Linked DNA regions of Mus musculus: region 1 is linked to region 2. The links are chromatin contacts, called in public Hi-C maps. All regions are on one chromosome and are shown on one strand. Each heading gives the region's core, a stretch centred on a gene start, on an enhancer-like site or on the middle of the called end of the contact. The rest is flanking DNA. Distances are from core to core; before and after follow the strand shown. Region 1 has its middle 130 kb from the start of Gm23538. Region 2 overlaps Klf12 (Kruppel-like factor 12).

Region 1 (4,522 bases), core at 283-2,782, 960 kb after region 2:
TCTCCCTTACAGGGACAAGTTCTTTCCAGGCAGAGTGCTCAGAACCTCTGTTGCATGTTTTATCTCCCACAGCAGGGGACACATGAAACTCCACTATAATCCCTGGATGCTCCAATCACTTTCAGGGATTGCAATAGTCTCTATTTCATCAGCTATTTTGAAGGTATCCCATACTTCTATGATAGACCCTATTCATCCCCGAAGTGTACAACCTTGTACAACATAGAAGAAATAGCCATCCTTGGAACCTCCCCCAAACCCTCAAGGATGCTTTACCACCAGACAGCTTAGTTTCAGATGATGCTGTATCATTCACAGCAACAGCCAACTTCCGAAGAGGGAGGTCCACCATTCTATATCACACAGAGGAGGATTATCTCAGGGTATGCCCCGCCCTTTGATGGGTCAGCCTGTTACTTGTCGTAGTGTCAATCCCTGGGGCCATGCAACTGTTTCTGCAATTTTCTTCTTTGGTTTTATTGAATCACTGTTTGAAAAATAATTGTGCTATACTTTTTCTGGAGAGACTTTGAATTTATCCCGAGGTGGGGGGGGGGGGGGCAGTAGCGGTCCAGAGAAATGAATCCCCTGAAGTCTAGCTTGGTGAATTGGTGAGTTTGTTGGGATTATTTATAAGAGCATGGGTGCTCCAGTCATTGGGACTGCTGAAAAGCCCACCACTATTTGGGTGAAGTCTCACCAAAGCTACATTGATAAAGCAACTCAAGCTGTTTATTATGTTCTATTTATACTTTCTCGTTAATTTAGTAGGGGTAGTATCATTTTTAAAATTTTTTGAGTTTGTACTCATTTTGAATACCTACAAAATATGTGCTATACCATATATTTTGTTCATGTATTCAAAAATAATATAATATTTCAAATAATGTCACTTTCCAAAATAAAAAGATCAGGTCTTTCTTCTTTCATAAGGTCTCTTGATGGGATTGACTGGGTAGAAGTATTTCATGACGTCAGTCCAATGATTGGGTGCGTTTGTCCCAGTCAGCTGCTTGTTGAGCCTCTCAGAGAGAGGCTGGAAGAAGCTGAGGAGGATGGTGACCCCATAGGAAGACCAGCAGTCTCAACGAACCCAGAACCCTGAGATCTCTCAGACACTGAGCCACCAATCAGGCAGCACACGCCAGCTGGTCTGAGACCTCCGCCACACGTACAGCAGACGACTGTCTGGTCTGGCCTCAGTGAGAAAAGACGTGCCTAAACTGAAGAGACTTGAGGCCTCAGGGAGTGGGGAAGTATGGAGGGGTGGATGGGTGGCAGGAACATCCTCTTGGAGACAGGGGGAGCAGGAATAGGAAACGAACTATGGGTGGGTGTAGCAGGCGGGGGGGGGGGGGCTACATCTGGACTGTAAAAAAATAAAAGTATTAATAATAAAAAGTATGAAAAGAAAAGCATAAAAAGGAGAAATATCTCATGACCCCATCCATTTAAATTTGAAAACCTATGTTCCCCCACTGATGTATGTAGTCATTGCTGAGGAAGATGTGGAGGAAGGGAGACTGAGCAGACCACAGCTGGAATGAATATTTTCAGCTCCCGAGCCTGTTCTTTTCATAACATAACATAACTAGCAGTTTCACCTTCAACAAACATTCATTCCACTTTTTGCTCAGAAAAAAAAAAAAAAGAAGTGTTAGATAAGATGATATATTAAACTAATGGAGCTCACAAACACCGTGTTTACGCCCCCTTCCTTTGAACAGCAAGGGTCAGGCATTGTGCACTCAGGGCTGGCTGAGCTGATCTCTGACCTCTACGCTAACCAGCTTGCCTTATGCAGCCGTTTGGAGAGGCCACGGCCTGCATGGAGAGAAGCGGAAATAGTCCAAGGGCAATTGTTTCCATATGCATTTCCCCGAACTGAGACACTGGACCACTTTGGAGCCAGCAGGAAAGGGAAGCAATTTATCGTCTCACAGCCTTCAGAAGCTTCCTAGGGGGTTCATGACCTCGGTCTCCCAAACACCTTCAAATATTGATTCTGAAAGGAGTTAGAAGAAACTGGAGGAGTGAAGGATCTTTGTGAACCATACATTTAGGCTTAACAAGTTTTTTGAAACGTGATATGAAATTCTCCAATGATACAATTAAGCAACACAGACATTAGAGTGTACGATCACTGCGTATTGTCTTGATAAGAGTCAGATTCAAACTGGCAATACATTTTGAGACTTTTCCAATTCTATCCCTTGGTCCAGTTGCAAATCAGTAAATGAAAAATTAGTAATCCCTTCTTTTCTTCAATTAAGCCATGTAAGTATTCAAGATTATACTTAATAGAGATGGAAAACTTAAGACTTTTAACTGCCTCTATTCATTTGTTTTCTAGACAGATGCTGTATCAATGCAGTTCCCATACACACCAAGGGAGAAAACTGAATTCCCACAAATGATGTTTGTAATAAAGACTTCCACAATATTGGCCTAAATATATACTAAAAAATGAATAAGGCACTGATGGCCATGGATATCCCATGGCTCACTAACATTCTCCTCCTTTCAACTACTGACTTTTGATTGCCATCTGGGAAATTCACTTCCAGTGAAGCCTGAAGCCAACAATTATGTGCTTCTAAATTATATACATTAGGACTATGGTTCTCACATGCCTCTGGCTGTCGCCAGGAATTCTGACCATTGCTCTCACAAGTTTGGTCTCCTGGGCAAAACCAAAAGCAAGGGCCAAACACTACCACGCTTACTTCTGGAGCACATGTGAATATTCCACTTTGTCGTTCTAACGATGGTGTCCATTTTTACAGCCCAGATTACAAGTGACGTGTTCATGTGCTGGTAGCTTACAATGTTAGAAACAAGAAATTGTGATTGTTTGCATATATCTAGAAAAATTTTTGACTGTTTTTAAACTAAATATTTGTCAGGAGAGAACACAGACACTTGCATGTGCCATGGCTTTGTTTCTTTGACCAAAGATTGACTAACCAGCATCATACCAGAAACCATATTTCATCCTCTGTAAATTGGAGATTTTGATAATCCCACCTAATTACTGTAAAATCAGACTTTAGAAATTATTTGGAAGGTCCTATAAGATTTGCATTGGGAATAGGGTATCACACAAAGGAGAAAACTGGGGTGAGAATTTAACTCTTGGAAAGAACTTGCTGAGCATGTGTGAGGGGCTAGGTCTAGTTCCCAACACAGCAAAACAGTGGGGTACTATAAAATTAAAACCTATAAGATTATACCATTTAAATTCTTGCTGTTCAGAAAGTACCTCTCTGCTCTTTACCTAATCTCTTCCTCTGGCAGGATTCTGGACTAAATCCCAGGACAGTAGTATCACTGAAAAGCAACAGCATTAGTTTCTGCCAATCTCAGGGTCTTTGAGGAGGCTTCAGTTTTGTCACCAAGTTCTACTCAACCCCTTGGATTAAGACAGGAGGTGGAGCATTCGACAGCCTGCGGTAAAGGAAAATCCAAGTCTCTTGATATATTTTAAATAGGATGTTACTTCCCTACACTGAGCATGTCATGTAGTTCACAAGCTACAGTGTTCTCTGCTGAAGGCTGACTTCCCAAATGAGGGCTGCTAGGGAAAGAGATAATGGGTCCTGACACCTAGAGAATTGGATCCCCTTAGTTACCAGATGTCTCCTGGTCGTCGTCTTCTTCTTCCTTTTTTTAATGTTTTCGGTTTTTACACAAATAAGAATCACATCTAAAACTGGATTATAAGTATGAGCATAGCCACCACCTGCTCCTATTGGAATTGTTCTGCCTATAAACTATTAACTTAAAACTACTCAGGTTTCGGATCTTAATGACAATGGAAATGTAATTATACAAAGTAGGATTAGTTCACTGTGGGCCTTGGATCCAATTTGTTGTCATTTACTTCAGAGATATTCTTCATCAACTCCTCCAAGAATATGCATAGGAAGGTACCAATTGAGGATTATTTTATTAAATTCTCTCTTCACCTGCATCCTTCCCTCCTTCTCTGTCCCCATCTTCTTCACACCTGTACACGTTCAGGCACCAAACACGTAAGCACACACACACACACACACACACACACACACACACACACACACCTGACAAATGCATTATAAAGTAAAATATTATCAAACCTATTAAGTTTCTACTTTTCTAACAGAATCCAGAGAATATATTCCTTTGAATTAAGGACCTTGAATACCCCTGCTGTGTGGATTTATTTAGAGACCCTCAAGTCAAAACAGCATTGAATTTGTCATAGTTATCTCTCTTTTCTTGAAGTAGAAAACAAAATCTGGTGCATTCATTATGAATACCTATATGGCAACCATTATGCAAAAACTGTTACCATGATTTTTAAAGATATAATGAGTGAGAGGGCGCAAGTTGTTTCTGGGTTTTGTTTTCATTAAAATGTCATGATTTAAAGATAACTAGCCAGAAAATGTCAAGGATGAACTACTGTCTAAGAGGAGAAGTCCACAGAAACGAACTTAAATACCATTTTCTGTCTATTTGAAAATGTTTTCTTCTATTT
Region 2 (4,422 bases), core at 840-3,339:
AAGGCATCACAGTAACAACTACAAGGTCAATTTTCAAATCCATTAATATAAGCCACAAATAAACCCGTTCAATGAATATACTCAAAGGACACAGATTTGTTTTGTTTTGTTTTGCTTTGTTTTTTTAAAGCCACACAACACTCATTCAGTGGGAGAACCTTCTGCGTCAGACTAATTACAATCACAAGGAGATAGGAAAAGCAAGCTTGTATTAATCAAGCCGGTTTTCCCTCTGCCATGGAGAACTGGCTGGCAGAGCAAAAGCAGAGAGATAGAGCTCCCTCGCAAGCCCACTGAGGAAACCCCGGATCCAGTGGAGAAAGGATGGTCTCCAAAGGCAGGTGGAGGCGAGGAGTGCAGTTAGAACATCTCGAGATAGTATGTGGCTCGTGGAAATGAGGAACAAAGAGAAATGTGGCAAAGTTTGTATTGTTAAAGCATTATAAAGAAGGTTTACTTAAGAGAAAAAAAAATGAAAAAGACAATGCCGCAGAGCCATGTTTTACCGACTTGCCTCATAAGGCTTATGAAGTCCTCTCCTACAAAGTCCCCTTCGTTCAGCATCGGATTATCCCTATAAATTAAATAGGCAAGAGCAGGAAGGACTCAATGTTGTCTCTGCATCTCTTAATTAGGGAGCGACAGAGCAGGTGTTGCGCGTGAGCTTCAGAACTACACGTCTGTTTCACACACACACACACACACACACACACACACACACACACACACACACACTTCAAAGGTTTTGTCCAGCACAGTAGTTACAAACAGGCAAGAAACAGAGACGATGGTTTGACGTTTAGAGATGGTTAACAGGAGGCAACCCCTCCCTGCTCCCCAGATCTGAGCTCTTCTGCTCTTCTTGAAGTATGCTTCAAGAGATGGGAAATGGTCACCAAAAAATGGAAAGAAAAAAAAAAATCACCATAGTTAGAAGAAAGATGTGCTGATCCTGAGTTTGATTTGTTCTGCAAACTTGGACAAATCTTTCAAAACTTCCTGAGCTTCCCACTAACAAGGCGAAAGTACCGAAACGGATATAGTGGCTTTAGTGATCAGTGTGGCCGGAGCCTGCTGTGGCATGTTCCGCTACTGAATGTGGCTGAAATTTAGGGTCCAGGAAGATGAGAAAGTTCACAGGAAGGAAAATGGGCAAGTGCTTGTGCATGATGCGCAGGGCCTCAAACATCTGGGAAAGGACTCGTGTGCAATGGTAAGGGCTCTGTGCATGATGCGCAGGGCTTCAAACATCTGGGAAAGGACTCGTGTGCAATGGTAAGGACTCTGGACTTCCAAATTCTTGCCAAAACAGCTAAGCTAGGAACCCAGGAGTAATTCCACTGGCCTTTGGCAGTGATCACTAGGCATGGTGAAAGACCCTCTATTGAGGGATGCCAGTGAGGAGCTTAAAGGAGTGCATCCAGCTAGGGATGGTGAGGGCATGCGGAAGGAGGAGGAGGCAAGAAACATGTAGCTCCGGGGTCAATCCAGGCATCTGGTATGCTCTTGGATGCAATTGCATCTTTCTCCAAAATGCTAGGATTATAGGCAGTTACCAGGTTTTTACATGATTCAGGTGAGGCTCAGGGTCCTCTCCTCTTGCCCGTCTTCCCAGGACTCCAACCACATAGCTTGCCCCTGCCTCCTGCCCTGTTTTAGGAAAAAAGTAAAATTGCACGAGCCACACAATTTGATGAGAAGTGGGGCATCCCTAGTGGAAATTTTAGGATAACATTGGAAAAAAGGTAGCCCAGAGTATGGAAAAGACATTACCCACTAGCTTGCAAATGGCTCACAAATGTGCTGTGGAGGACGAAGACTTTCAGAGAGTTAGAACTAACTGCAGGAACAGAAAGAAATAAGGCTGAAGAGAACAAAAATGAAACACACAAAAACAAAAACCCCGAGCCACTACAATCTTATTGAGCATTCAAGGCCCAGTTTTAATGGAGGCTAGAAGGCCAAATGAGTCCATTCCTGTTTAGAGGTGGAGATGATGTCCCTAGATTGCATTTTGGTTTTAGGATTGTATGACATCAACCATTTACAGCTCTCAGCGACACCCACTTCCACCTCTAGGTGGCAGCAACTCTCTTCTGTTCTGAACATGGTTTCCTCCGGCCTTTGTTTCTGTTCTCCATGGTAATTCCATACTTCCTTGTCTTTCACAAATAAATACCATGCAGGTTGGGGAAGATTACTGTAAATTACTTCCACCGAAGGACATCAGTCCACTCTTAAGTTAAGCTACAGGGCTTTGTAAACTTCACAAAATAATTCAGGTCTAAAAGTGAAAAATAACAGGAGTGAGTTTGCTTGTCTCTTGCATTCCCACATAAAGTAGTATTTTTCTTTACAGATGTTTAAGGAAATGATTAGAGGAATGGGCAAAACCTATGGAAATAAAGGGATTTTGCAAGAATATTAACATCACCCTATGGGTGAATAAAGTCATGGCTTTTTTTTTTTTTTCAGACTGTTAAGTAGATATTCTGATATATAAATGTTCTCCGTATTTTTGTAGCTCAGGAGAGCAGTTCCAGTGTCCACACAGTGACAAGGACACAGAGCACTGCTCTTCTGGGCAAACTGAAGCAAATTCTGCATCACTCCCTACAAGTTCCCTTTTCATCCAGCTGTGGCACAAACCCTTTCTAGAACATATATGTACTGATTGTATTGAACCACACCTTAAACCTCCCTATAGGCTCAGGATTCTACATTGTTTCGGAGACACCTGAAGCAAACTGTAGCCTCGTCAGGGTCTGTGATGAGTACTAGGCACGCCAACGAATCACCAGGGCGGTAGGAAGGAACCTTTTATAACGAAGACCAAATGGGATGGTTACTAAAGACCTAGGCTTATAAAGCGTTTTCCTTCAGGATGCCCCAGTGAGGAGTAGGATTTCCTAAGCACCTTGCTAAAACTGCAACAGTTTGGGCCTGACATTCTTCGATTGACGTGAGACAAATACAGTGATGCAGGAGTTCAAAGGCAGATGTACAACAGAACGCAAGCTTCTGGCCACACACTCTGGGCATCTCCCAGGAAGCTCTGCTGTCCTCTGCCCATTTTTAGTATCAACACAACGTGTGTTTTCCATATAGACAGGTTATTTTTGATTATGTGATTCAATGTCCGATGAGGATAGAGGGATGCGGTGGTTAGAATGAAACGTTGGGCACTCCGTGGGAAAGGCTCTGTGTGTTTTCTGCCTTAGCATCCTTGGGTTCTGGCTATTGAATAACAGGGTAGCACTCGAGAAAGTCACTTTCTCTAGCTACTGTTAAAAGTACATCTTGGTATCATCAGAAAGATGAGAAACTACAGCCTCCCAGGGAAATCATTCAAGGTTCCTAACTCTGACAGTTTCTTTCCCCCTTTGAACAGAAGAGAAAACTGAAGGTGGCCAGCCTGCGACGAGTGCTCTCCACGGCTTTGCCACTAAAGCCTCCTTGTCTTTCAGGAAACCACAACTCCGTTTCTTCCCTCTTCCTCTCCTTCTGAAATAGCCTTAGTCCTGTCAACACCCAGGCCCTTCCTCCTTAGCCCAGGGCTAGATACAGCCCAGTCTGAAGTCCATCATAAGGACCTGTCTTCCCTTACGCTGAGTGTGAGGGCCAGTGTTGGGCTGGGCTCCTCTGGGTCAGAGCTGCCTGCTAAGTCCTTCCGCTGCACCTGGCCTGTTGCTCTGAGTCAGGGGTTCTGCTTCTGCTTTATCTTCTTTTACACCCTATCCGCTTCTAGAGTCCCCATGTTCCTTGGTTTATGGCAGTCTGAGTCACTTAGTTGCCTTTACTTCTAACTGGAGACTCCCATCTGATAAAGGGCGCTTATTTAGGTGAATGGAAACTTAGAGACAACGGCTTCCCCCGAATATCCCGTGCATTCCAGCAGAATGGGCAGAGGATTCCAGCAGAATGGATAGAGAATTCTAGGAGAATGGACAAAGGATTCCAGGAGAATGGATAGAGGATTCCACAGAATGGATAGAGGATTCCAGGAGAATGGGCAGTGGGTTCCAGCAGAATGGATAGAGAATTCTAGGAGAATGGACAAAGGATTCCAGGAGAATGGATAGAGGATTCCAGGAGAATGGGCAGTGGATTCCAGCAGAGCAGGCAGCTAATTAGCTGTGAATATATATAGTGAGGACCAACGATACTGTGTTGTTGTAGATATTTTGATAAATACATCATCTATTGCCCTTTTTCAGATAGTAAAAGATACATATTATTAGGATGTTTTGCTATGCCAAGACATGTAATAGTTAGTTTTAGGTAAATAATCAAGAAACTTTATAAAGACCAGCGGTCAGATAAAACCGTCATTAATAATTTGAAAGTACTAAACGCTTGATTACTTGGCTGTCTTGTGTCCACAGAGACTCCTCTGTGCATGCGAAAACTGGGAGTGGGGGT

Evidence for each region. A called contact is a pair of places that touch in the nucleus more often than the background predicts.
Region 1: a contact with region 2 is called in a Hi-C map of cranial neural crest, with 3 times the contacts expected there. The contact joins two enhancer-like sites. A contact is called at or near these places in 2 of 484 Hi-C or Micro-C datasets (cranial neural crest and embryonic fibroblasts), 1 of 115 datasets of contacts at active chromatin or transcription factors (stem cell-derived neural progenitor cells) and 1 of 9 other capture datasets (embryonic stem cells).

The regions. Positions count from the first base shown.
Region 1 is chr14:100,888,134-100,892,655 of GRCm38.p6, forward strand. No RefSeq gene overlaps it. Among named protein-coding and RNA genes, the nearest start is that of Gm23538, 130 kb to the left of the region's middle. Within about 2 kb of position 1,533, at least 20 of the 459 cell types and tissues checked have an H3K27ac peak or open chromatin away from gene starts, as enhancers often do.
Region 2 is chr14:99,930,007-99,934,428 of GRCm38.p6, forward strand. The region is part of intron 5 of Klf12 (Kruppel-like factor 12); the gene reads right to left. Among named protein-coding and RNA genes, the nearest start is that of Gm22970, 160 kb to the left of the region's middle. Within about 2 kb of position 2,090, at least 32 of the 459 cell types and tissues checked have an H3K27ac peak or open chromatin away from gene starts, as enhancers often do.